7 separate regions of the Mus musculus genome follow, and all the other regions are linked to region 3. Evidence: chromatin contacts called from public ChIA-PET, Hi-C, HiChIP or PLAC-seq and promoter capture Hi-C data. All regions are on one chromosome and are shown on one strand. Each heading gives the region's core, a stretch centred on a gene start, on an enhancer-like site or on the middle of the called end of the contact. The rest is flanking DNA. Distances are from core to core; before and after follow the strand shown. Region 1 overlaps Hivep2 (human immunodeficiency virus type I enhancer binding protein 2). Region 2 has its middle 83 kb from the start of Gm51759. Region 3 holds the start of Phactr2 (phosphatase and actin regulator 2). Region 4 overlaps Utrn (utrophin). Region 5 has its middle 69 kb from the start of Gm40603. Region 6 has its middle 7.5 kb from the start of Gm40603. Region 7 overlaps Hivep2 (human immunodeficiency virus type I enhancer binding protein 2).

Region 1 (3,521 bases), core at 64-2,563, 610 kb before region 3:
ATGAAAGATTGTCTTCGGGCTGCACATAAGCATGCACACATACATGTATACACCTCCACCCCTTCCCACAAAAACGCTTGGCTGCGGCTCGGTGGTAGAAAGCACACTTTCAGAACCCCATTCTTACTTATTTCACTTTCCCTGTAGAGTAATGCTTTGTTCATTCAGAGATGACAGGCAGTTACCATGTAGTAACAACCCCAGGGTCAGACCTAAATTCTTCCACTTCCAGCAAACGCTGGCCCCTTCCCAGCATTGTGTACAGGAAGTGCACAGTATCTTTAGTACTAAGCTGGACTTTATGTTGAGTGTGTCTTACAAAAAGAGAAATAAAACTTTACCAATAAGTGTAAGATCACTAAATTCACACTTTTCCATGTGAATGGTGAGAGCTAACATAATTTAAGAGTAAAGAATTATCTAAACCAGTAGAGGAACACCATGGGCAAAATGTGTATGTTTTAGGTACCCGGAGGAACTGCACAAAAAAAAAAAAAAAAGGTATATTAAGAAGTGACATTTAAATTAGATCTCAAAGCACAGATGAGGACATAATAGGTAGATCAAAATTATATCTATATAACTTTCATCTATCTATTCATCTGTACCTCATAATTAGATAGATAGATAGATAGATAGATAGATAGATAGATAGATAGATAGATAGATAGATAGATAATACTGATATAAATAATATAGATAGATGTATTTAATAGATGGTAATAAAGATGTACTGGGCCTGGGTTATTTGCCAGGCTATAGAGCTTGATTTTCCTCTACTGCCACCACTTGAAGGTGACACTGAAGAAGACAGCTAAAGAGACATGGCATAGTGTCCACGAGAGACCCTGCCTCAAAAAGATAAGGTGTATGTATGACACTTGAGGTTGCTTTCTGGCCTCAATGCAAACGGACACACTCATATATACAACCAGCCCCCACACATACAAGTCAAACACACATGAAAAATGCCCATGAGAGATTCCGTTTCTTCTATAAGAAAATGCATGTCTTATGTAACAAAGAAGATTAATACATTCAATTAATAATGTCATGGCTTGAGAAAGAGACACTTGCGTGGCCCTTACCCAGGTTTCTAATAAGGACAGGATGCTAACAGTGAAAGGACCATTTAGAAAGCTGATTTCCTTTCATCGTGCCTGTTAAGTGTTTACTTAATTCACATCCTGTGTGACCCTATGGGAAAATTTTTAACTACTGCTGGGGAAATCCCATAGGGTTACGCAGGATGTGAACTGGGCTTGTGCTGAACCACCTTCAGCTTGAAAAATAAACTGGACGAGGTGAGTTTCACTTTCTGTTTGTCATAAATTCCACACTCTACCTCCTAAAGTTCACATTCACAGAGCATCGGCCTCTCTGGATGGCAGGCCAACAGAAGGCCTGCGTTCTCACTGGATCTTTCAAATAAAACTTGTAGAAAGAATATTCCTGTTCTACAAGCGGCACAAGAGGCAAGTCAGTGCCGTCGATCAAAGGCAGTCAGTGGAGCACTCCCAGAATGCTCCTGCATACCTGCAGCACACACAGGCCAGCTGCGCCTTTCCAGTTCCTGTGAAGAATGCACAGCAAACCACTTCCCCTATAGAAAGAAAGAAAAAAAAAAAAAAAAAAAGCAGCCCAACTTACTTGCTGATGGAAACAGTGTCATACTTTCCACTGGCCAAGCTTGAAACCATTACTGATTTAACCTTCATTAATTTTTCCACAACGATTTGCAGAAATGTCAGGAAGCAGCTGTATGAAGACTGATTAATTATCCTTATCATGGCTACTTCGCCAGGCACTTGTACCCCCCCCCCCCACTCCTATTGATACATGTATGTGTAGAAATATCTAAATATATATTCTAGCATGAAAATGAAAGTCAGCCCTTTGTCCTCTGTTGGTTGAGATGGGTGGTATGGGATGTGTTACTCTGAAAATCTAGATTGATCTGCGCTGTCTTTCAAGGGCCCAAATCTGGATCTGGAGGCAACCCCATGAAATTTGGGACAGTAGCCATGAAGGAAAAGCTTGCTTCCTGCCGATTACTCAGATCTGTTCAAACAGACGCTAATGGATTCATGTCTTAGAGCAACACTGCATGTGTTAGTCAATCACAGAGGCTCGAATTCACTTCCGAAATGTGAATTAGAAAATCAAATGCCCTTTCTCTACTTTTTTTTTCAACTTTTCTTTCCTGCCTCATCATTTTAGATTGCAGGGTACCATCTGTCTCACCCCATCAAAGAACACGCTCTGCATGCCTGGCACAGACGAGGGAGCAGCACACCTCACAGCCCCACGTGTCAACCGCCGAGCATCGTTAAGGCAGGTTCGCCACCCAGTCTGGCCATCTGGGTGACTGGTTCAAGCAAGTTTGGCTTCTCGGGCAGCACTAATGTCAAGTAATACTCAGGAAGATAAACACTGGCAAACTTATTTTCCCTCTAAGACACAGGAATGTAGACAGAAATGTCAACGTGCACCTACTAACGCTGCCAACTAGAAAGCTTCAATAGCAAAGGCTTGTCACATCCCTGAAATACGAAGACAGTCCAAACCTGGCACCTTCCATAACAACTCCAATTTTAAGTAAGAACCTGTTTTTCCTGCCCTCATACTAAAAGGCAATAAAGTGGAACAGGCTTAGAACCAAATGACAACAGTATCTTTCAGAGAGACGGGGAGAGGCCCTCCTAAGACTACATAGACAACACCACAGACCATCCAAAGGCTCCCTTCTTACAGACACACTCATTCCGCAATCCAAAGAAACCCTGGTGTACAGCACTGATGTAATAACAAGAGGCATGCGACATCCAGGCCAGATCATGCGGATCTGGGCCAGAATATCAGCTTTGAATCATATCCCACACTCAATGAACAAATCATAGCATCAGGTGAACTACCTAACCTCTCTGTGCCTCACTTTTCTAATCTGTTAAATGGAGATAAAAGTAATGGCTCCATTAGAATTACTTGGTGCTTTAAATTGGCACCATTTACCACCTTTAAAGTGGCCACCTTTACCAGGCCATTAGGTCTGTATTTTTCAGTTGATGTTTCTGACTTAAGATTCATCTAAAAGTCAGAGAGACATAACATGGGAAGAGTTCCTGAATTCATTTAAGCAAGCTCATTGTATTTTTGAAAAGATGTGTCAACCATAAGGGAAGACATGCATAGATTTGAATATGCCCATTAAAAATGAATTAAATAATCTGGGGTTAATAACTTTTTTTATTGGTACTAGTAGGACAAGCATGTAATGATGGGTGACACTGGGGCAAGCACTCCTGAAGACTGTCACAACTCATCACTTCTGCTAGGCCTAGAAAGCGCAGGCAGGAGGAGCCATCAAGACCTGCATGGGCATGGACTTCATCATAGTCAAAGACTTCCTGATGAAGACAAAGGTGCCCATTTATTGACATGAAAATCAGGTGAAATGGCAGAAGGTCACATGGTGAAGAAAGGAAAGTTCTTTGACTTCCTCTTCTACCAGGCCCTAAGGC
Region 2 (3,442 bases), core at 326-2,825, 740 kb before region 3:
AGAAAAACAGGAAAGAGCACAGGCTTTGGACTCTTGCGAGAGGTAATTAAGTGGTCAGGAAACAGATGTGCCCAACTAGAGAGTGAGACACTTCAGCCTCCATGATGCTATTTCCAAAATTGTCCCCTCCCACCATCTGTCTTTGCAGATTTGCGGTTTCCTAGCCGTGCTGGGGAACATAGTGAGTGATGGCTCTGCCATTCTCCCATAACCAGTGAGAAATAAAGGAACAAGAAAGGCTCTTCATAAGAGCTCTGGCTTCATTGTCACACATGCGTGAATCCAGGGTGCATTTTTCAGGTTGGGAAATACAATTCTTTGTGGGGCAGGTAACATGATTACATCGCACAATCTCTTCTACTGGAAGGCTGCATCAGTTCCCTGTGTTCTCAGTGAGAACTCGAAGGATGCTCTTGAGATCAGGGGTTCTAGTCCCAGGGATAGCCTTTTGTGCTGGCCTCAGCATCCTTGCATATTAAAAAAAAAAAAGGCCTTAGGCCTGGTGTTCAGCTCTCAAACATTCCACGAATCGCTTTAACAAGCACAGACTTGCGGGTGCTCTTCTGGCACTCCCAGAGAGGAATTTTCCCTGTTGGGGTTGTGTTTGGGGAGTGCTGTTTGGTGTTGCTATATCAGTAGCGCATATCTAGTGCACATATCTCACTGTGGCAGATCCAGATGGGATTACTTTTATTATATTGTTAAAGGAAAATATGTGTACACATATCTACGCAAACACATAGGCACACAAAACCGACCCTTGAGTACCACTAGACCGATGCGGTGGAACATCTTGCTCACCTGAAACAGTCCAGAGTCACAATAACTAATGACAATTAGGCTGCAGGTAGAACTAGATGATAGCCTGCTGTCTAACTTCAGCTCTTTCCTCACCGAGGAACTGAGGAAAGCCATGGTCAGACCCAGCTGGGCAGATAGTTCCCTCATGATGCTGCTCTTTCTCTTCCCAGAACAGGACAGGACCTTTGCAGTACTCTGGACCAGTGTACAAGTGACGTTCTTTAAAGACTGATTTGGAGAATTTGCTAGTGTCATCTATGATTTCACAGCATCACACATTAAAGTTCAGCGTCTTCATCAGCCGTCTTTATATAACTCGTGCTATTTCGAGTTCTACTTGCGAATGCACAGACTCAGGCAAACGCAAGACTGTGGAGAGCCTGGCTTGTCTCCAGGGCCCACTCTCCAATGTGGAATCACTGCCACTTGCCTGTTACAAAATACCTTCTTTTCCTCTCCACACAGCTATGGAAAGGCTTTCCGAGACCACCCTGACTGTTGGAGAGAAAAGGACATCTGAACTGAGTGCTGTCTTGAGAATTATCCCCACTGTGTGGAAACCATTACCCCAGGGGTACATCCTGAGCCTCAGCGGCCAATGATCCCAGAAAGATAGCAGCTAGAAGCAAAACCACGAACTTGGTTCACAGAGATTTCTTGGTGCACTGTCACTCTCCCTTGTTGCATGTATATCACACCATACTCTGGGTTGTGGAGAGATTTGTCTTCCTTAGCGGTAAGCACTCCGTGATTCACTCTTTACCAAGAACTAAGGAAGAGGAAGTTCAGCAAATCCTCCCCTTTAGGAGTTGGCCCAGGATTATGTAAGTGGGTTGAGAGGAATAGTAGAAACAGATGATTTTAATTCACCTCATCTGTTCAGTACCTGCAGCGCAGATGCGGTGTTTGTGAGCATTGCAGCATCTGTTTCATTATACTGTTACCACATCCCTAGACTCTTTCGGCGCATTAGCCATCTTCAAATTGTCTTTCTGAAACATATGTATGCATTTATATATTCCCTCTGCGATGCCTTATTGAATATGATCAGGCAAAATACACCCATTTCTGTGAAATGGTAGAAGCTACTGCGTGTTTCTTTTTAAAACATCGAAAGACATCCTATAATTTTCTTCAATGGGTCTCCATGCCCTTTCCTTGAAAATGTGTGATGTCATTCATTATCCTTACCATCTCCATTACTTTTATTATGATGAGAGTTTAATGCAGGCGATAGGCATCATCTGTCTAAGGTACATATAGCTCTACATAATCTAGCCCAAAGGGTTCCTTTTTAGCTCTGAAAAGGAAATTGTCGTTTTAGCACATGCTATGTAGAATCTTGTTGAGATGCAGCACAAAGGGAACCCTATTAAATCAGGAACCAGCATGCACACTCTGCAGAGGCCCCTCGGTGGAGGCTCATTGGATGATTTCTGCCCTCTCAGGCCACCTCCCCATCTACAGTGTTCTGTGGGACACTGTAGGACAGCATCAGTGCTTGGTGGGACAGCCGACAATCAGAGCGGTGTCATAATGACCACTGCTATGCTCTGTGGGCTATTCTTGCCTTAACATTTCTTAACTCTTAGAATACTTCCTGGTCCTCTACCTCCTCTGCCTATAAAGAGTGAAAGGGGCCCTCTCATGAGACCACCTATTCCTTCCGTTCCCACCCAGTAGAATAGTATTTACAGTGAGCCTAATTTTTCTTATGCCTTTCCAGACCGGACTACTGGACTTCAGAGAGATAGAGAATGAGCCTATATTTATGGGCTTTTAAAGAATTATTTATTTATTTTATTTTTATGAGTACACTGTAGCTCCCTTCATGCATGCCAGAAGAGGATATCGGATCCCATTACAGATGGTTGTGAGCCACCATGTGGTTGCCGGGAATTGAACTCAAGACCTCTAGAAGAGCAGTCAGTGCCTTTAACCACTGAGCCATCTCTCTAGCCCATCTCCTAAGTCCATGGAGTAATGTTGTTTATTCCACAGTGAAGGGACAAGCATGTGAGTAAATGAATGTAGAGAATTTTAAATAGTGTTTCAGTATATCATTTTAAGAGAGCACTTATTAAATAGTAGAGACTCAATAAGTACTGCATTTTGATAATTCAACGAGTCATATATTTTTGATGAGCCGAAGTCATCTTCCCTGCATCTGGGTAAAGTATTCAGTAACAGACAAGAAGAACTCAGTCTCTGTTTAGATGAAAATAAAATATAGCACTTTGTCCTATATTTTAACCTGAAAATTGTTATTAATTTATCCATAACTTGCTTTGAGAAGTGCACAAATGTTCAGCGATTCCTCTGTATTTGAAAGCTCCAAGAATGACATCAAAGTATATTTTTAACACTGTAACATAGAAAAAGTTGGCTGTCTGCTATGGCCCCTGCTGAGGGTCTCTCTCCTGACTGGGATCAGGAACAAACACTGTCTTTGTGTCATCCAGGTTGACAGGGAGGCTGCAGCGGACTCTCACCTTGTCCGAGACCTCTAGCCAAATGCCTTCCCTGTTTCTTCTCCCTGTGCTCTCTGCAGAGGAGCTAACTTCAAAATTGCATCAGCCGGCTCGGCTCACTGTTATTTCAAAGTGATGCTCACACGTGAGAAAGAAGCCTGTGGCAAGCC
Region 3 (3,492 bases), core at 643-3,142:
GCAGAGCCTGAAGGATGGATGCACACTCATGAAGCAAGCAACAGGAGAGAGATGCCTTGTATCTCCTAGGTAGTCTGGAATGCATGTTCCAGAACGAAGATTGACTTGCAAGCTGGGAGGGAACACCAGAGGACACCGTCAGAATATGGACAATCCCAAGAGCAGGTGTGGGACACAGTGGATGACAAACTGGCAAACGTGGTGACACGCTCCACTGTAATGTAAGTTTTCCATTGTAATGTAAGTAGACATTGTAAGGTATACTCTCATGGACTAATCTAGTTATGATCCAAAACAATCCAAGGGTGATTATTTGGGCTAAGTATAACCTCTAAGTGCCCCCTGCTACCTTACCACTGCCTTCTCTGAAACCACAGAGCTCTCTTCTGCTAAACCACACAAGAAACCAAGAAAGTGGAGTACTTTTAGAGCACCATCCTTTGTTTTACATAATTTAGTGTGTGTGTGTGTGTGTGTGTGTGTGTGAGAGAGAGAGAGAGAGAGAGAGATCTGCAGGACAACTTGAGGGAGTCAGTTCTCTTCTTCCGGTTTGTAGGTCACAGGGATGGACCCGGGATCCTCAAGCTTGCCATAGGAGCTTTACCTAGCCATCTCACCTGGTTCTGGAGTAGTGCCCATTCGCAAACTTTGTTAGCAGGAAAGAGTTAAAGCAAGTCCAGACGATTTCTGCTGACGGTGACAATACCCACCCCACTGCACCCCACCCCCACCCCACCCCCACAGAGTTGCTGTGAGAAAAAAAGCCTTTAACAGCTTGTACTGTGAACAGCGTGACCTAGTTGCTAGGCCCTTTCCGTGTCTGTGTTTTCTAGCTTTCCTCTCTTGGTTCTTGTTTCTCTCTTACCTTAAGCATGGGCTTATTTTCTTGTTAGATGAAATACTCCATACAAATCGAACCTGAGGTATGTGTGAATGTGTGTGTAGGGGGAAGGGGGCGTGGCGTTGTGATGGTTGTGTCCTCCCTTCCCCTCTCTGTCTCCTTCTCTTCCTGCTGCTGTCTATGGTGCCTTTGTGAAGCCCAGCAACGCGCCTCCACTGTCAAGAACTTGCAGAGATGGTCAGCTACTTAGCTTACAGCTTTTCACTTCTGGGCCAGCCTCTACTTGGGGACCTATCTGGGTAACTGATAAAGCTGAGATTTCAATTGGCAAAACCAACGTCCCCTTTGCCAGGCATCCCGGCTGCTCTTCCTTTGGAAAGCATTCACTCAAACCTCACATCTGTGACACGAATTCAGCCCTTAAAAGACTGATCTTTTTAAAAACCACGACCTTTGAGTCTGACCCAGTATACACGGAAGCTCAAGAATGTGGGGCTCTGAGAGACAGAGATGAGCTTTGACAAGGGCAAGAGGCGAATCTTGCAGGGAGGACCAAAGGACCAGACTTCACAAGCGACTCCAGATCTGCCAGGAATCCTCCTGCAAACCCAGTGCCCTTTGGCTCCGGTGTTTTGCACCTGTAAACTACATATGACAGTCATTGGGTCCTAGTCCTATTATATTACAAGACAGCCAGGTGTGTGCACGCCTGTCCCCACCCCTCGGCGACCAAGTGCAAATGAGGCTGTTAACTCTGACCTTGCATCTCAGCTCTGCAGCTGAAACTCCACTTCTCTGAGACCCTTTGGTTGAGCCGCTTTGGGTCAGAGGCGACAGACCCCTGTCTTACAATACAGGAGCCGCGCCTGGGGGTGGGGGTGGGGGGCGGAGCAGCCGGAGCAGCCGGAGCAGGTTCTAGGGCACCGAGCGTGGCAGGCTCGGAGGCCGGTGGCTGTCGCCCGCGGGAGCGAAAGCCGGCTGTAGGCGGCTCCTTCCTGTGCAAACTTTTCTGTGCTCTTCCTCCTCCCGCGCTGCGCCCCGCTGCTTGCGGCCGCCTCCCCGCCCTGCCAGCCGGCCAGGGGCTCCACGCGGGGCCGCGGCGGACAGCGCAGCCCTTTGCGCCGGCTCCACCCTGCCTGAGCTTGCTCCCTCCTGGCGCCTAGAGCGGATGGCGGAAGCCGGCAGGAGTCCTGAGATGTCCCCGGACCAGCCAGCGGGCCAGGAGGCGGCGGCGGCGGAGGCTCTGGACCCCGAACCCGAGGCTCCCGGGCCACCGGTGCCTTCCCTGCGCTGGCTTCCCGGGGATCCGAGTCCCCGTGGCCGCTCCCAGAGCGACCTGTCGTCAGCCTCGAGCCGGGGCCGCCCGCTCAGAGTCCACATCTCCGGCTCAGGTAAGGGTGGCTCTGAATGGCCCGGAGTGGTCCAGGGAGGGCTAACCCCGGCAGGTGAGGATCGCCGTATGGCGATCTTCCCTGGACGTTCGGGAGCAGCCGTGGGGGTTAGGGGACGAGAGCAAGGGCGAAAGCTGTAGTCCCCACATCGCCACCTCCTGCTGGGCTTCAAAGGCTTGGTGTCCCTTGGCTGAGCGGCAGGCGACCGGTGGGTGCGCCCGAGTGGGTGCGCCGCTCTTCTGCGCGGGTGCCCACAGCGCGATTTTCGCGGGTTCCCCTGGACTCCCGCTTGGTTGTGCAGCGCCAGGCGGCACCAGTTTTGGCTTTGGGTCTAGGGCTAATTTGGTTCTTGGGCTATTTGGTCTTTTATGGGACTGTGGTCCTTCGGAAGGGTGTGGTCCCTTCACTTCATGGGTAAGCACAGGGTTTGAAAGGTAACCCTACTCACTCCTACTTCTGAAATAGAGATTTCTTGGAGCGGGTCGGGAGGGGGTTGCTGGTAACAGGATAGGGGAATCCAGTTTCCCTGACTGTGAAAAGCCATAGAGGTGTTATTGAGAGCTAGGCCTGGCTCTGTGTGTGTGTGTGTGTGTCTGCTGTAATGTTCTCTGGAAAGCCTGGGGCCAGTATTGCTGTTGTAGAGAGAAACCTGTGTCCTGTGTCCTCTAAGGACAGGCGACAACTAGGAACTTCACTGAGACCCAATGCTACCCAGGCTGCGGTGAGTGAAGGAGGACAAATTGCTTAACTTTGTCTCAGTGGTCAACGTGGAACGATGGTGATGGTATGGCATATCAAGTGGAGACATTAGGCAGATTGTCGTTATTTAAAATATCCCGAGAACTGGAAAAACTTTTGTCTTTAAGTCCAACAGTTTTCAAGGGTGGTTTTTTGTTTGTTTGTTTATAATTTTCAACATGTGACCGCTGCATGGGAACTAGAGAAGGACGGGGCGCGGGGGGCGGGGGGGGGCATGAGAATGACCAGTTTCAGGAAAACGCTTACTAATGCGAACTGCACCCCCCAACACACATTCCCCTGCGGTGTCTTTCCCCACGTTCTGAGGTCTGGGGTCATGCCTTCCTTGATGATTTTCCCCGTTTGTTTATTTGTGTATGCGCGCACGCAGGTACACCTCAGAATGCATGGAGAAGTCGGAGGCCTTGTTCATCAATCCACTAAGCCTCCTTTCCAAACCCTTTCACAGTCTTGAAAGCAACCTCATCCAACCAAAGCCAAGTTCTTGCTTGGAAAGCACAC
Region 4 (3,450 bases), core at 319-2,818, 730 kb after region 3:
TCTATTAAAATCATTAAATTTGTGAAGCAATAAAATCATAGAATCCATTAATTTGTAGAATTTAGTCCATTAAAATAATTGATTTGGTAACTCATATATTTAGGTTCGTTTTTACCACTGTGTTGGAGCTTATTTCACCTCCTGTTTCTGTATCATTTTCTTCCCCGGTCTTCTCTGTATCCATACGTCTCCTTTACTCATAATATACTGTCTGGGAAACACTGTACACTCAACTGTGCCAAGAACCTGAGATTTTCTTACTTATTGTTATCGTTGTCACACATGTCACTTTTAGATTTTACAAACTTGAGATGCAAAAGATACAATTTAAAATAGCACTCACAAATTAAAAAAAAAAATTGAAGTGCAATGAATTACGGTGCTATCTACATTGTTTCCATTATATTTTTCTGTCACTGATTTCAGACCAGATCTCTTCAGCTGGGACAGAGTGGTCAAAATGTCCCCAATTGAGAGACTTGAACATGCTTTTAGCAAGGCCCACACTTATTTGGGAATTGAAAAGCTTCTAGATCCTGAAGGTAAGGTTGAGATCTTGATTCTGCTATGTATAAGTTTGTTACATAAAAACCTGCTGAACTTGATTCTGCTTTCTAATTTTGAACACCTTTAGCAGTGATGATGTTTTTCTTTTTTACAAAACACTATGACAATTAAGGGATCCTCATTTTACCATATTGGCCATAATTATATCTTTGTGTTGGTTTTCCTACTTTTCTGTGTGTAGTATGTGTGGCTGTTGTGCATGAGTGGAGTGGGTGTGTGCACATATGTGAATGCATGTGTGGGCCAGAGGAGGGAATCAGGTGTCTTTACCACTTCCCACCTTGTCTTTTAAGACATGGGCGCTGTCAGCTGGGCTGACTGGCAATGAGCCTGTGGGGTCCACCTCCCGTCTCCCACAAAGCACTTTATTGCAGTAAATCTTTTGTCCTGTTTGTAGTCTTTAGACAGCAGGTTAATGATTTCACCAGATAAGAGTTAACTTGTATCAAGTAGGATTGGAAAAGTCTAGGAATACCTACTTGCTAGAGAAATAATTCAGAATTAGTTTGGTTTCTTGGAATGCATGTACGTGTGAGCATTTGTGTATGGTTTGAAGACTTTAATTGCAACTTTAGGTTTGAATTCTGCCCACTCTATTGTGTGAGTGAAGCCTGTGCCATATTTTAAATGGCTACATGAGTAGCTCTTAGAGCATTTTGAGACAGTTTTTTGTTTGTTGTTTTAAAATTTGTTCTTGAAGGCAGGGTCTTAGTTAGTATGGAGCCTAGGCAGTCTTCAAACTCATGAACCTCCTGCCTCAGCCTGTCAGGAGCTGAATTGCAGTATGCATTATCATGCCCACCTTATGGAAAACTTAAGAACCGGAGGCTGAATAAGTCTTCACCTCTGTCCATATTTTGTGATCTGCAGCAGCAATTTCCTGAGAGGCAGCATTATGGAGATCACAAATGAGGCATTGTTTCTGGGTACAAGAACAGTCACTTTTTACTTGGTATCGAGCAGTCCACACGTTTCTGAGTCATCTTTTCTTCTGCTTTTAGATGTTGCTGTGCATCTCCCTGACAAGAAATCCATAATTATGTATTTAACGTCTCTGTTTGAGGTGCTTCCTCAGCAAGTCACGATAGATGCCATCCGAGAGGTGGAGACTCTCCCAAGGAAGTATAAGAAAGAATGTGAAGAGGAAGAAATTCATATCCAGGTGCTGGCTCATTTTTCTCGAAACTTTTGCCGTGCCTGTTTGATTTCCCCCAGGTCAAACTTGTGCAGGGTGTTTTCTGAACATGTGTGTGTGTGTGTGTTTTTTTTTTCTGAGTTCCGTTTTTTATGAAACAGGGAAGTGTTTTGTTTCTCAAGGTGAGTAGCGTCTGGGGCTGTTGATCGTGGTGCTGTGTGGTACGCTAAAAGCTCTACTATGGAGTCAACTGGATGCTGAGTGGTGGATTCTGTTTATGCTGAGAGGCCAAGGCGTTGACCTGGTGTGGGGAACGTTTTCTCTCATGTTGTCCTGGGTAATTTTTGTTAAGTAGTAATTTTCTTTCTGTTTGGGGTCCATTAATAGAGAACTTTTGCCCCCAATATCTTCTCATAAGGATTCTCAAAATACCAGCCTTACTTTCCCTTTCCCCTGGAAGAGGCACTGTACTATAAATCATTCATCAGATTTTTCCAGAAATGGGCTAACAGATGATTTCACCAGCAAATAAATGAGATTTTCCTAAGGAGATATGAATAATGGATTTTTTTCTTTCTCCATTACCCTGGCTTGACTCAACCCATATTTTGTCTCTTTGTGATTTTTGTCTAAAATCCCATTCTTCTTCATTCATAAAAGGAAGACCGTTCAGATTTTCGAAGTCATGCATTTTAGCAACTAAGTCCAGATGTTCACACAGGCGCTGGGGAGATGGCTCAGTCAGTAGAGTGCTCTATGTCCATGCCTGAGGAGCTGAGTTAGGATGCCCTGCATGTACATAGACATCGGGTTTGGTGGTCTCCCTGTATCCTGATGCTGGGAGACAGGGATGGGCGGGTTAGCGGAACTCATGGGTCAGCCAGCATAAGTGAGTCACTGAGCTCCACCTTCAGTGAGAGACACTGTCTCAGTGAAGGAAGGAAGGTGGTGAGTGATTGGAAAATACACTAGATATCAACCTCTGGCTACCACATTCGTGTGAACACACATGCTTACACACCACATAGATATACACATATGAGGAAAAAGAGGGGGTGAGGATTGCAAATTTGTGAGAAGTGCATTTTGGATGAGTGTGTGCCCTGCAGCTTACATGTCACCCTCTGGTACTTGGATGGGGTCAGTGACTTGGCCTCTTGACCACTGTGGTTAATGTTACCTCCTTGGCAAAGGCAACACAAAGAATACTCACTTGCTAAGCCCGTTTCTCTGTCATTACTATAGATTTCTCTCCAGATTTGCTTTGACATTCTCATTTAGCAAATTTGCTTTCATTTTTTTAAAAAAGTTACTCAATTTTCCAATTATAATAATCTTGAACATATCATCTTTTTCCCCTATTTTTATGAGATTCAAAGAGTTTACTTACTCTTTTAGATTTTGGGTGGCATGTAGTAATCATTTTATTTTTATCCATTTAGAAAAAGGAGAAAAACACCTTATTGAATAGGAAAAGGGAGAGATGGAGCCTGATTGTGAATCCTGGTTTCTTTTTAGTTTTGATCATCAAATAATGCAGAAGGAAAACCCTTAACTACTGCAAATTGTTTACCTTGGCTCCTGGACACTGCTTTGGTTCAATGATGTACTTTCACTGGGTGACTAAGATGGTGTTCTGGGCTGTCCTGTAGGTCTTGCCTCTTGTATTTACAGTCATTTCTTCATTGGACTGATTTATTTTTGTTAAAAAGAGAAGATATTTCAATTCTTAGTGTTAAGGCTGTCCT
Region 5 (3,494 bases), core at 351-2,850, 920 kb before region 3:
AGAAACAGGAATTGCACAAGGTCAAAGGCTGCCTGAACTGTACAGTGAGAGCCAGCATCACAGAAAACCAAACGACGTAAAACCCTCCAGGGAGGGATTTCAACTGTGTGTCGCCCACTTGAGGTGACTTTTTAAACAAATGACAGACATTTGCAGATGAAGAGGAGAACTTAAACAGGGAAACTTTTCATGAGACTTGTCGTTATTCCCTTTTGCTATAGAAAGTTCAAGACAAGAGGCTCGGCAATATGTCACCCAGGCTTCCACGGCATGTTCCAGATGCAAGGTTGCCTTATTGGGCTCAGCTTTGCACATAGGACTTCTCCTAAGATTTTCACTTTGTCCTTTTTGTAGTCTACAGTTTCTGACACTAGCATGACCTTTCTCTCTTCCTTTCTTAACACCTGCTTAAGTCACACTGGCTGTCACTGTGTCCCCCTCCCTGCCTATATGTCTGCCTCATTTCCTGGCATTCCCTCACACCCCGTGTGACCTTTGCTTTCATCACATTGTCATGTCCTTAGTGTCTAAAATTATTGAAAAAACCTCATTTACCCATGTACACTCTCTACTCTACCATTCTATAAATAGCATATGATTTGATAGTCTTGTCTTAGGATAATAAAAACAGTAATAATATGTCCAGCACAAAACAACTTCTGTAACTTGGAATACAGCCCTTGGTAAGGATGATCAAAACCCTATCTTCCATTTGAGTGCTGCAAAAAAACCAAAAGCCCTGCACTTCACGCCAAGTGCTTATGCTAGTGTTATAGTTAAGTAGTTCTCAACCTATAGGCAGTGAACCCCTTTGAAGGTCGAATGACCATTTCATAAGGGTCGCTTAAGACCATTAGAAAACAGATATTTGCATTATGATTCACAAGAGTCATAAAATTACAATTATGAAGTAGCAACACAAATAGTTCTATGGTTGGGAGGGTCACCACAACATGAGGACGTGTGTTAAAGTGTCACAGCCTTAGGAAGGTTGAGAACCACTGGTCTAGGATAGCCTTCATCTCCAACGGTTTGGTTTAACCACAGTGGCAAAGTCCCTTCTTCAGTGGTACTTTGCCCCAGAAACGACAGCGGATAAAATCCGGAGAAGCCTCGCTTGTCAGCAACCTGTCTTCCAATCCTTAATCAATGGGAAACGTCTGGTAGAGAAGATATTGCTTTAAAAGGACAGCAGTCTAGATAGCTAGAGACACCTGGGTTTGTTTCTTCAAAGGTTTGGGGAGCTCACTGTGAAACACGGACTGCATCCTTCCATTCCTGCCATGGCTATATGAGTCCACTGGGTGACGCCCTGCTCCCTCCTTCAGCTCCTTCAGCCTGAAGGCAAACCATCTAAAGACCAGGCACTCTCTGGATGGTTGGGCTGTCTCTGGTGAGGGCACGGACCTTGTCATTTCTCACGGAATAGTAAGAGGATTTCTTTTATAAGACAATGAAATGATACTATCCCTCACTTTGATTCTCTAAGTACTGTTAAAGTAATACTATAACAAACAGGATTCATCACCTCAAGGATATCAATTTCAGGCAGGCGACTGTAAATATTTACATCACCAGCAGATGGCACTGTCCTATTAACAATAGACTAACAGCCCTAGACCACAGCGTTCTGCATCAATCCTGCAAGGTTGGTGATGCTAGATACTGCACTGCTCAGCTCTTGCGTGGGGTCAGCCTTGAAATCTTTGATCAAACAGCCGAAATGTTTGCTCCGTGCTTTTGGTGAACGCGCATGGTAAATGAAGAAAAGAGAAATGTCCAACCTTCTCTTTAAATTTCATTTTGCCCTTCCCTACTTGCTTAAAATCACATTTCTGAGAGAAAATGTTGTACTGAAAGGAAGAGAAACAAAATACGGCTAAAACTCCTTTCTTTTTCCTTTTCTTTTTTTAAATTGAAATAGATTCTTATCTCATACAATAGATCCCAACAAAACAGTTTCCCCTCCCTTCACCCATCAAGGACCTACTCCCTTTCTTGATCCCTTCAGAAAAGACCAGGCCTCTAAGAGACAATGACCAAATATAACAAAACAAACTACCTCAGACAAGGCAAAAGGCCTCACAGTGAGGCTGAACAAAGCAACCCAATAGGAAGGTCCCAAAAGTAAGCAAAAACGTCAAGAGATACACCTGCTCCCACAGTTAGGGGTCTCATAAAAACAAGCTAACAGCTCCATCGCATACACAGAGGATCTGGTGCAGAGCCACACAGGCCCCAAGCTTGCCACTTCAGTCTCTCTGAGCCCTGCTTAGCTGATTCTGTGGACCACATTCTCCTGGTGTCCTGAATTCAGACCCTCTGACTCTTACAATCTTGCCTCTACTTCTTCCACTGGCTTCCCTGAGCTCTGAGGGGTGGGACATGATGGAGACCCCCAATTTAGATTCTCTCTCCACATACTGTGTCTGCATCCACTCCCACCCGCTGCCAGTGGATGCCTCTCTCATGATGCCTAGAAACGGCATAGACCTATGAGCACAGCAGAATCTTAAAAGGAAACATTTCTTGAGTTTTGTTTCTTTTCGTTTTATTGTTTATTTTTATTTCGTTTGGTTTTGGTTTTGGTTTTGGCAAGTCAAGTTGGGTTCTACCCTAGGTCTCTGGACTATCCAGTCTCCAATTCCTGACCAGTGTCCTTCACGGGGACCCTCTAGTGGAGTGGGCCTCAAACTAAATCAGACGTTAGATGGCCACTCCCAGGAGTTCTGGGCCACCCTTGCTCCAGCACATTTTGCAGGCAGGACAGATTATAGGTCAAAGGTTTTCCGGTTGGGTTGGTGTCCATATTTCTCTTTCAGTAACCTGAAGAGTACCCTCCCACAACAAAGAGACTAGAAAGTCAGGGAGAAGGTTCCATGGAGGAACCAGCTCGACCGCTCCGTGTTCACTGAGCTGTGTGAATGTTCAGTGCTGCTGTTGTGCTCAGCACTGGGGCCCTGCTGTCAGTTTGCAGAGAGCAGCCCTCTGTTTGTGCATCAGCCTCAGTTGTTTGGGAGTCTCCCTGGGACCCCCTCAGCCAACAACTAAGCCAAATGCAACCTGGTCCTGCCATAGTTTTTTATTTTGTTGGGTTTGTTTGTCTGTCTGTTTGTCTTTCAATGTGCTTTTATTTGGTTGCAGTTTGCTGGGGGTTTTGTTGTTGTTGCTGTTTGTTTTGGTTTGGTTTAGTTTTTCTTTTCTTTTCTTTTTTTTTTTTTTGGTGCTGTTTTATTTTGTTTGCTTGGTTGGGGGATTGTTTATTGTATTTTAGTTGAGAAAGAATTGAAAGTTGGGTGGATAGAGGGGGATGATATGGAAAAACTTGGGCGAGGGGAAGAATATAATCCAAAGACATATTTAAATTTAAATTTTGTTTTAAATAATAAAATATATAATAAATTTAAAATGTTTTTGATGATGTTGGAAATTGAGACCAGGGGCTTGGTAGAGGCTAGGTAAGCACTCACTACCACCTCCAATTAAATGATCTC
Region 6 (3,178 bases), core at 404-2,903, 840 kb before region 3:
TAGGCCATCTTCTGATACTTATGCAGCTAGAGACACGAACTCCGGGGGTACTGGTTAGTTCATATTGTTGTTCCACCTATAGGGTTGCAGACCCCTTTAGCTCCTTGGGTGCTTTCTCTAGCTCCTCCATTGGGGGCCCTGTGATCCATCCAATAGCTGACTGTGAGCATCCACTTCTGTGTTTGCTAGGCCCCGGTATAGCCTCACAAGAGACAGCTATATCAGGGTCCTTTCAGCAAAATCTTGCTAGTATATGCAATGGTGTCAGTGTTTAGAGGCTGATTATGGGATGGATCTCTGGGTATGGCAGTCTCTAGATGGTCCATCCTTTTGTCTCAGCTCCAAACTTTGTCTCTGTAACTCCTTCCATGGGTGTTTTGTTCCCAATTCTAAGAAGGGGCAAAAGTGTCCACACTTTGGTCTTCATTCTTCTTGAGTTTCATGTGTTTTGCAAATTGTATCTTGTATATTGGGTATCCTAAGTTTCTGGCCTAATTTCTTATTCAGGGACGCAAGAACCCGGAATCCCAGCAGGTTCTTGCCTTACCCTGATACCTGCTTACGAGCACCAAGGATGCTGCTAAGCATTCTACAATGTACAGAACAGCCCCAATGGAAAGGAATCCCATTCAATGTCAGTCCTACAGAAGCCGAGGAGGAGTAGCTCTAGAGCCTAGACAGTGAGCTTCTGGGATTGCTATATCAAATCTGTAGAACTTGAAAGTTTAGAAATAAAAGGTACTGCCCATAGACTATCTGCATCAGCTTGGGGAGAAAGGCTGTATCTGGACTTTTGAGCACGAGCTCTGGTCAAGTAGATGAGGGGACTCTTGGCTCTTGTAACCCTAAGGCATCATCTTATAAACAAGCCTGTGCATCTCTTATCAAAAATGCTTTATAGGATCGATCGTACTTACCCTCCTTTTAAACTGAGCTCTGCGTTTGCCAAGGCAGCATTCTGATTGTGATCTTGCTTCTTATGTAACTTAGCAACCATAAGAAATGCTGAGTGTCTACCCCACCCTCCACCCACCCAACTCTCTGGAAAAGTCTTTTAACTGCATTTCTAGCCAAGTACCTTGCAGTCTTCCTTCTGGTCTCTTGAATAAGAGTCCTACCTAACACTAAATAAAGTTCTGAGCCACCAGGTTTAGCAGTGCTTCATCAACGCGGGTGAATCGGAGCTGGGGAGCAACTCCAGAGATGTCCATTTTTCTGAAATCCACAGACATTGCGTAATGAGTACTGTTTGAATCCCAGTTTACCCCAAGTACCAAAATGCAAAGCGCCCCCAAAGAACATACTGAAGCCAAATGAACAAGATAACATTTAAACTGCAACTGCAACTGCAACTCCTTGAGTACATTGTATTCATTTAACGAAGATTATTTTCAGAGTTCAGGCATCTATTTAAAGTTCAGAACCTATGATTAATATCTAAATTGCTGATGAGCTGGGGTTTTTTTTTCTTTTTTTGATCCCAACTATTGCCAAGCAATGGCACATCATTAAATGCTGCAGCAGCAAGATTTGCTTCTAAAGAACTGAGCTTATAGAACAGGAGAGGAGGCAGGAAGGAGGAGAGAGTGGGGGAGCTCGAGCAGCTGAATGGTGAGGAGGCCTTTCTTCTTACACTACAGAATGAAAGGCATCACAGCTCTTCCCACACCTGAGATGTTTGTCACTAAAACCACTTCCTTCTCTGAAGTGGGTGGAGACAGTCATTTCGCAGCTCTGAAATTCACATCCTATTCTTCTTCCAGACCTCCTCCTCCGAGCTGCTCTTGGTTCACCCTCCCCATAAACACCCACTCTGCTGCAGGAATTGCAGTTTGCAAGCTGAGAGTCTCTCACGGCAGACAGAGGACAAGCTAAGCAGGGAAAGCAGGATGGGATTTAAGACTCTGAAATTCAATGTCTGTTTTCCCAGGTTTCTGACTTCCCCTAGTATGGAAGCCAAACAAAGCATCATCGGGCATCTTGATAAAGGCAATTGATCTCACCAATTTGCCTTTAAACCAAATATGTTGATGAAATGGCCACCTAACTTCATTTTGATGTGAAGCTCACCTGAAATTCATCTCACAGCCCTTCCAGTTACAGAAGCACCACGTGATGTAAGTTTCTCCTGGGTTCTGAAAACTGGGAGGCTGGCATTGAGCTCTGTGGTTTGTTGGGCTTTGCTATGACAAATGTTTTAGTCGTGCTAGCCCCAAATTAAAGGATGATGCCGAAAATCCTTGCTCATTTGGAAAAATGTTGGAACAAGAATTTGAAGACGATGACTCCCTGAATTCTCCAGGAAATGACATCATCCAGCTCAAACAAACAGCACTTTTCAGAGAGCACTAGTCAGAAGCACAAGCTGTTCTACGTGCCTGGAACTCACCAGGCTGGAGTTCTGGGAAGGGATCTACTGTAAGTTATAGCACGGAGGGCGGCTAAGGAATTTGAGGATGAAGGTCTTCTTGAACGGTTACCTAACTCGTTTCCTCAGTCTCACGCCTTTCTATTGACAACTTATCCCTGTCTGACACCTTTCCATTGTATTTTCAAATATTTTTACCAAGTAAAATCTGTTTTCCATAGTTGATAAAAGAAACTGCCAATTTTTAAGGTTTTGCTACTTAGGACTACAGATATCTACGAAGATGAGTACATAAAACCTTAGGTTTAGGCAGAACATATTTATCTATGCAAGACGAAAGATCCAGGGAAGATACAATGAATGAGAACCAATTTGGACCCAGCTATCTTGGAGTCTTCCTCTGGTTTCTTTAACAGGAGTTCTCCATAACACTAAATAATGGTCCTGGGGCATCATTTCATTTCTGATTGCTGGAGATTGGTTTCTGATTCATCAGTGGATGTAAATATAAATGTAGTTCCAACAATTCACAGAAAAATTAGCCTTTGGAACATAATGTTAGAAAAAAATAGAGTCATTTTCTTAGTGGCATTAAAGGAAGCATGACTATTCGGCCACCATGGTGGTGGTGGGGGAGGGGGGCAGCACAAAGTGGCAAAGGGAGAATTTATTAAGAGGAAGAAATTTAAAATTTAAAACCGCAAGAAAAAGGTGTGCATGGTGGCACATTTCTTCAGTCCTAGAACGTGAAGCAGAGGTAGGAGGATCTTTGTGGGTTCAAGTCCTGCCTGATTTATATAACAATTTCCA
Region 7 (3,179 bases), core at 267-2,766, 570 kb before region 3:
GCTAGTTCTGTTGTTAGCTTTTTTCCCCCCAGTAAGGGCTGGCACTTTTAGAACTATCTCTCATCTGCGTTTGAGTGTACTCAACAACTATTATCTCATTACTTTACCACATCCTGGGAAGGGCTAAGTGGCAGACAGCATCCATCCACTGTCCTCCCTTTTCACTAAGAAGCAGCAAGGGGTTAAAAAACCAAGACCTTCATACTCCCCAGATCCACTTAACTGCCCTGGCCAAGCTGCCTCCAAGGAGAGGAAAAAATATCTCCTTAGATCAGAATGGAGACAGGCTTGCTGTACAGTGCCCTTGTGTTAAACCTAAGAGACAGATGCAAGACGCTTACTCCTCTCTCGTGGTAAATAACTCCAACATGACTGATGCTCCACAGAAATCAATAGCAGGGACGATTGCCTTTTTTGGAACTGCCTGGGCAGTCAGCTGGAGAGGGGGCACTGCTAATCCCAGGCATGCTGCCTGGATCATGCACTGAAAACAGGCTTCACAAAAGAGAAGGGCGAGTAGCTTACTTATTAAAGAGACAACTGTAAAGTCTGATACAAACAGGCAAGCGTAAAGCCTCCACTACACAGACCCAAAGCTTGGCTTGGCAACCAAAAAAAAAAAAAAAAAAAAAAAAAAACCCAAAACAAAACAATAAGCAGTTGAAAAAGTCTAGCCCCCCTTCATCCCTGAGATGACACCGCCACTGAGAAACAGTCTGCAGAGAGGGCTGGTGGAGATGGGCTCCCCAGTGACCCAGAACCCACAGCAGGAAGTAGAGGGGAAGCCTCCTCCGCCTGTCTGACACTAACCCAGTGAAAGACTGCAGTGGAGACCATGGGGATTTCTCCTTTTGCTTTGGTTCTGAAGCAGCCTACACTTTCCTCAAGGCCAAAAGTCTAGCTGACAATTGCCTAAATCGTGTTCCCCAAGGTCGTTCCTTTCTGCACTGCCCACCAAGGCAAGGGAATCCATGTGACCTTGAGGAGGATGAAAGTCATTTCTGACCCCACTTTTAATTCTCAACTGATTTAACTGAAACCAGACACTGGGTGCCAACAACGAGAAGTTTAAAACATTGTACATGAAGCTTGGGCTGATGAGCAAGTCACAAAATGATATATACTAACACCCAGTGCTGCCTGTCAACTTAAAAATTAAAATAAAATAAAATAAAATAATGAAGACAGAAACTCTATCAGCTCCTTTACAACAAACAGGCCTGGTTCGTTTACAACTCCTGGAAATAACTCTGGGTCGGTCAAATGTTCTTATTTCATATGTTCTCACCGGCTTTCAGGACTGGGGCACATTGTTTCCCCAAACACCATCCGGCCATAATGACCAGGTTACCACTGATAATTATGCTCGCCTGTCTATAGGTTTGTCAGCTAAATGAATCCACAGACGCCCGTCATAATGAGCAGAATTCAACTTCTGCCACAGCTGGGCTGACCACATCACATTAGGAAAACAAGCTCTTTGCAATAACCAGTTCTGGGCATCACTGGTTAAAAAAGACTAGTTTCCTGTTTTTCTCAAAGACTTCACAATGTGGGTATTGCTATTTTTTACCCCACCCACACTTCTTCTCTTTAATTGCTGAAGATTAGATGCTGTAAACACCTAACCATGGGTAGTGTGTGTGTGTGTGTGTGTGTGTGTGTGTGTGTCTGTGTGTGTCAGGTGGGGTTTGTCCATTCCTAGCCAAGGCCTCACCTTGGCTGAGACAGGACTTGGGGATTCGGCATGAACTTCCCCGCAGCCTCAACTCAGAAAGCTGACCTTGGAGCTGGGCCTGAGCTAGGGAGGTGCTGCAAGCTCTGTGCTAGGTCCTTGTAGCTGACACCAGAAATGGCAGTTTGGGGGAGAAGACCACTTACAAGTGGAATTGCAACTCAGGTTTGCTAAGCAAATCCCACAGTTAAGAGTCTGGTTAAAAAAATAGTTACGAATCTATTTTTAAAAAAAAAAAGCAAGTATGAAATGCCAACCTAGCATCTACTTATAACCATGGAGAGGCGTCCTTCTCCCTCACTGGAAAAGGCTGCTTTCTTTTTCCAGGGACGTTTAAGGACATGTTTAAGGTACAAAACAGCATGGCTGCTCTGCTTGACCCCCACCACCTCAGTCAAGACCCTGTTCTAAAGTCAATTCCTCCCAGACCCTCCACAAACTTACAGGGGGCGTGTGTGTGCACGGAAGCACATAGCTGCATTTGTGCATCCCTGTCTGTCTGTCTGTCTGTCTGTCTGTCTCTCTCTCTCTCTCACACACACACACACATACACACATACACACACACACACACACACACACACACACACACACACACACACGTGAATGAGAAGGATGATCTGTGTCTGCCTCCTGGGGGAGTGGGGGAGGGGTGCAACAGAATGTGTGCATCACTGAAGCCAGCAGCCCCCCAGGCTGAGCCTAGGTAACAGCAAGCAATGGGTGAGTACTTCCTGAGCACTCAGCCCGGCCTCCAGCCTCCCACTCCGACTTCCGATGACCTGTGTCTCCCCTCCTCTGCCTACATTCTGGTCACCACGTCTCTGGAATCCCTCATCCTGCGTTCCTTTGCATCTGCCTTTCTCACAGACCAAGAGCTCTGAGAGGTTGCATGCGGCAATAGCCGCTCAGCAAACACCGGATGATCTGTGACAGGAAAGTCACTTTTGACTGACAACTTTGGAGTTAGTCAAGTACACAATCTATTTTTTTTTTAAATCTGGAAGAAAAAAGTCACAATTAGGAACAGATTTCTGCCTATAGCTCCTTGATCTAATATTGCGACTTTGAAGCTGTTTTTCTTTAAAACTTTTAAAATGTTTTCTTTAAAAGTCAATGAAGACAGGGGACTCCAGGGGAAATTAAAATCTTCGTTTTGAAGGAGTGAGGAAAAGTGGAGGTCCCAGTTTGAATCTTCAGAGCCTGCAAAAGACGTCAAGCACAATTTTGGCTACTCTAGAACTGGGATGGAGGAAAAATGGAAGCAAGCGCATTCATTCTCTTACTCTAGCCTACTCTACAAACACTGGGTTCAGTGAGAAACCCCATCTCAAAAATCAAGGTGGAGAGTGTTGAGAAATGTCAACCTCTGGCCCACGTGCATGCATACTCACACACACCCAGACATACACACACACACACAGACATACACACAAAGACACAC

Evidence for each region. Promoter capture Hi-C pulls out the DNA fragments that hold promoters and counts their contacts. A called contact is a pair of places that touch in the nucleus more often than the background predicts. ChIA-PET counts read pairs in DNA pulled down with a chosen protein or histone mark. HiChIP or PLAC-seq counts read pairs in DNA pulled down with a chosen protein or histone mark.
Region 1: a contact with region 3 is called in a Hi-C map of pro-B cells, with 5 times the contacts expected there. The contact joins the enhancer-like site here to the promoter of Phactr2 in region 3. A contact is called at or near these places in 7 of 39 promoter capture datasets (the 3T3-L1 cell line, the C10 cell line, embryonic stem cells and 2 more), 1 of 484 Hi-C or Micro-C datasets (pro-B cells) and 2 of 115 datasets of contacts at active chromatin or transcription factors (bone marrow-derived macrophages and embryonic stem cells).
Region 2: a promoter capture Hi-C map of hematopoietic stem and progenitor cells shows a contact between it and region 3, with 3 times the contacts expected there. The contact joins the enhancer-like site here to the promoter of Phactr2 in region 3. A contact is called at or near these places in 16 of 39 promoter capture datasets (the 3T3-L1 cell line, the C10 cell line, the HPC-7 cell line and 10 more), 1 of 15 datasets of contacts at CTCF or cohesin (the NIH/3T3 cell line), 5 of 115 datasets of contacts at active chromatin or transcription factors (bone marrow-derived macrophages, large pre-B cells, neural tube and 2 more) and 1 of 9 other capture datasets (embryonic stem cells).
Region 4: a contact with region 3 is called in an H3K4me3 HiChIP or PLAC-seq map of bone marrow-derived macrophages, with 6 times the contacts expected there. The contact joins the enhancer-like site here to the promoter of Phactr2 in region 3. A contact is called at or near these places in 3 of 39 promoter capture datasets (hematopoietic stem and progenitor cells and liver), 2 of 115 datasets of contacts at active chromatin or transcription factors (bone marrow-derived macrophages and embryonic forebrain) and 1 of 9 other capture datasets (liver).
Region 5: a contact with region 3 is called in an H3K4me3 HiChIP or PLAC-seq map of forebrain, with 15 times the contacts expected there. The contact joins the enhancer-like site here to the promoter of Phactr2 in region 3. A contact is called at or near these places in 15 of 39 promoter capture datasets (the 3T3-L1 cell line, the C10 cell line, the HPC-7 cell line and 10 more), 1 of 15 datasets of contacts at CTCF or cohesin (the NIH/3T3 cell line), 7 of 115 datasets of contacts at active chromatin or transcription factors (craniofacial prominence, embryonic forebrain, embryonic stem cells and 3 more) and 2 of 9 other capture datasets (embryonic stem cells and macrophages).
Region 6: a contact with region 3 is called in an RNA polymerase II ChIA-PET map of memory CD8 T cells, with 8 read pairs. The contact joins the enhancer-like site here to the promoter of Phactr2 in region 3. A contact is called at or near these places in 10 of 39 promoter capture datasets (the 3T3-L1 cell line, cranial neural crest, embryonic stem cells and 6 more), 1 of 484 Hi-C or Micro-C datasets (cerebellum) and 4 of 115 datasets of contacts at active chromatin or transcription factors (embryonic stem cells, forebrain, memory CD8 T cells and 1 more).
Region 7: a promoter capture Hi-C map of hematopoietic stem and progenitor cells shows a contact between it and region 3, with 3 times the contacts expected there. The contact joins the enhancer-like site here to the promoter of Phactr2 in region 3. A contact is called at or near these places in 5 of 39 promoter capture datasets (the 3T3-L1 cell line, the SN4741 cell line, hematopoietic stem and progenitor cells and 1 more), 1 of 15 datasets of contacts at CTCF or cohesin (the NIH/3T3 cell line) and 1 of 9 other capture datasets (embryonic stem cells).

Annotation. Positions count from the first base shown.
Region 1 is chr10:14,084,098-14,087,618 of GRCm38.p6, reverse strand. All of the region lies in intron 2 of Hivep2 (human immunodeficiency virus type I enhancer binding protein 2), which reads right to left. Among named protein-coding and RNA genes, the nearest start is that of Gm51759, 41 kb to the left of the region's middle. Within about 2 kb of position 1,313, at least 164 of the 459 cell types and tissues checked have an H3K27ac peak or open chromatin away from gene starts, as enhancers often do. A contact at or near this core is called in bone marrow-derived macrophages and pro-B cells, where this site is marked.
Region 2 is chr10:14,208,359-14,211,800 of GRCm38.p6, reverse strand. No RefSeq gene overlaps it. Among named protein-coding and RNA genes, the nearest start is that of Gm51759, 83 kb to the right of the region's middle. Within about 2 kb of position 1,575, at least 53 of the 459 cell types and tissues checked have an H3K27ac peak or open chromatin away from gene starts, as enhancers often do. A contact at or near this core is called in bone marrow-derived macrophages and hematopoietic stem and progenitor cells, where this site is marked.
Region 3 is chr10:13,472,796-13,476,287 of GRCm38.p6, reverse strand. It overlaps Phactr2 (phosphatase and actin regulator 2), which reads left to right and starts at 1,892. Exons shown (of 13, transcript NM_001195065.1): 1 at 1,892-2,232. The coding sequence starts at 2,010.
Region 4 is chr10:12,742,324-12,745,773 of GRCm38.p6, reverse strand. Utrn (utrophin) reads left to right here. Exons shown (of 74, transcript NM_011682.4): 7 at 427-542; 8 at 1,569-1,729. Among named protein-coding and RNA genes, the nearest start is that of Utrn, 120 kb to the left of the region's middle. Within about 2 kb of position 1,568, at least 8 of the 459 cell types and tissues checked have an H3K27ac peak or open chromatin away from gene starts, as enhancers often do. A contact at or near this core is called in bone marrow-derived macrophages and hematopoietic stem and progenitor cells, where this site is marked.
Region 5 is chr10:14,389,282-14,392,775 of GRCm38.p6, reverse strand. No RefSeq gene overlaps it. Among named protein-coding and RNA genes, the nearest start is that of Gm40603, 69 kb to the right of the region's middle. Within about 2 kb of position 1,600, at least 17 of the 459 cell types and tissues checked have an H3K27ac peak or open chromatin away from gene starts, as enhancers often do. A contact at or near this core is called in forebrain and hippocampal neurons, where this site is marked.
Region 6 is chr10:14,313,321-14,316,498 of GRCm38.p6, reverse strand. No RefSeq gene overlaps it. Among named protein-coding and RNA genes, the nearest start is that of Gm40603, 7.5 kb to the left of the region's middle. Within about 2 kb of position 1,653, at least 66 of the 459 cell types and tissues checked have an H3K27ac peak or open chromatin away from gene starts, as enhancers often do. A contact at or near this core is called in hippocampal neurons and memory CD8 T cells, where this site is marked.
Region 7 is chr10:14,043,553-14,046,731 of GRCm38.p6, reverse strand. All of the region lies in intron 1 of Hivep2 (human immunodeficiency virus type I enhancer binding protein 2), which reads right to left. Among named protein-coding and RNA genes, the nearest start is that of Hivep2, 79 kb to the right of the region's middle. Within about 2 kb of position 1,516, at least 130 of the 459 cell types and tissues checked have an H3K27ac peak or open chromatin away from gene starts, as enhancers often do. A contact at or near this core is called in hematopoietic stem and progenitor cells and pre-B cells, where this site is marked.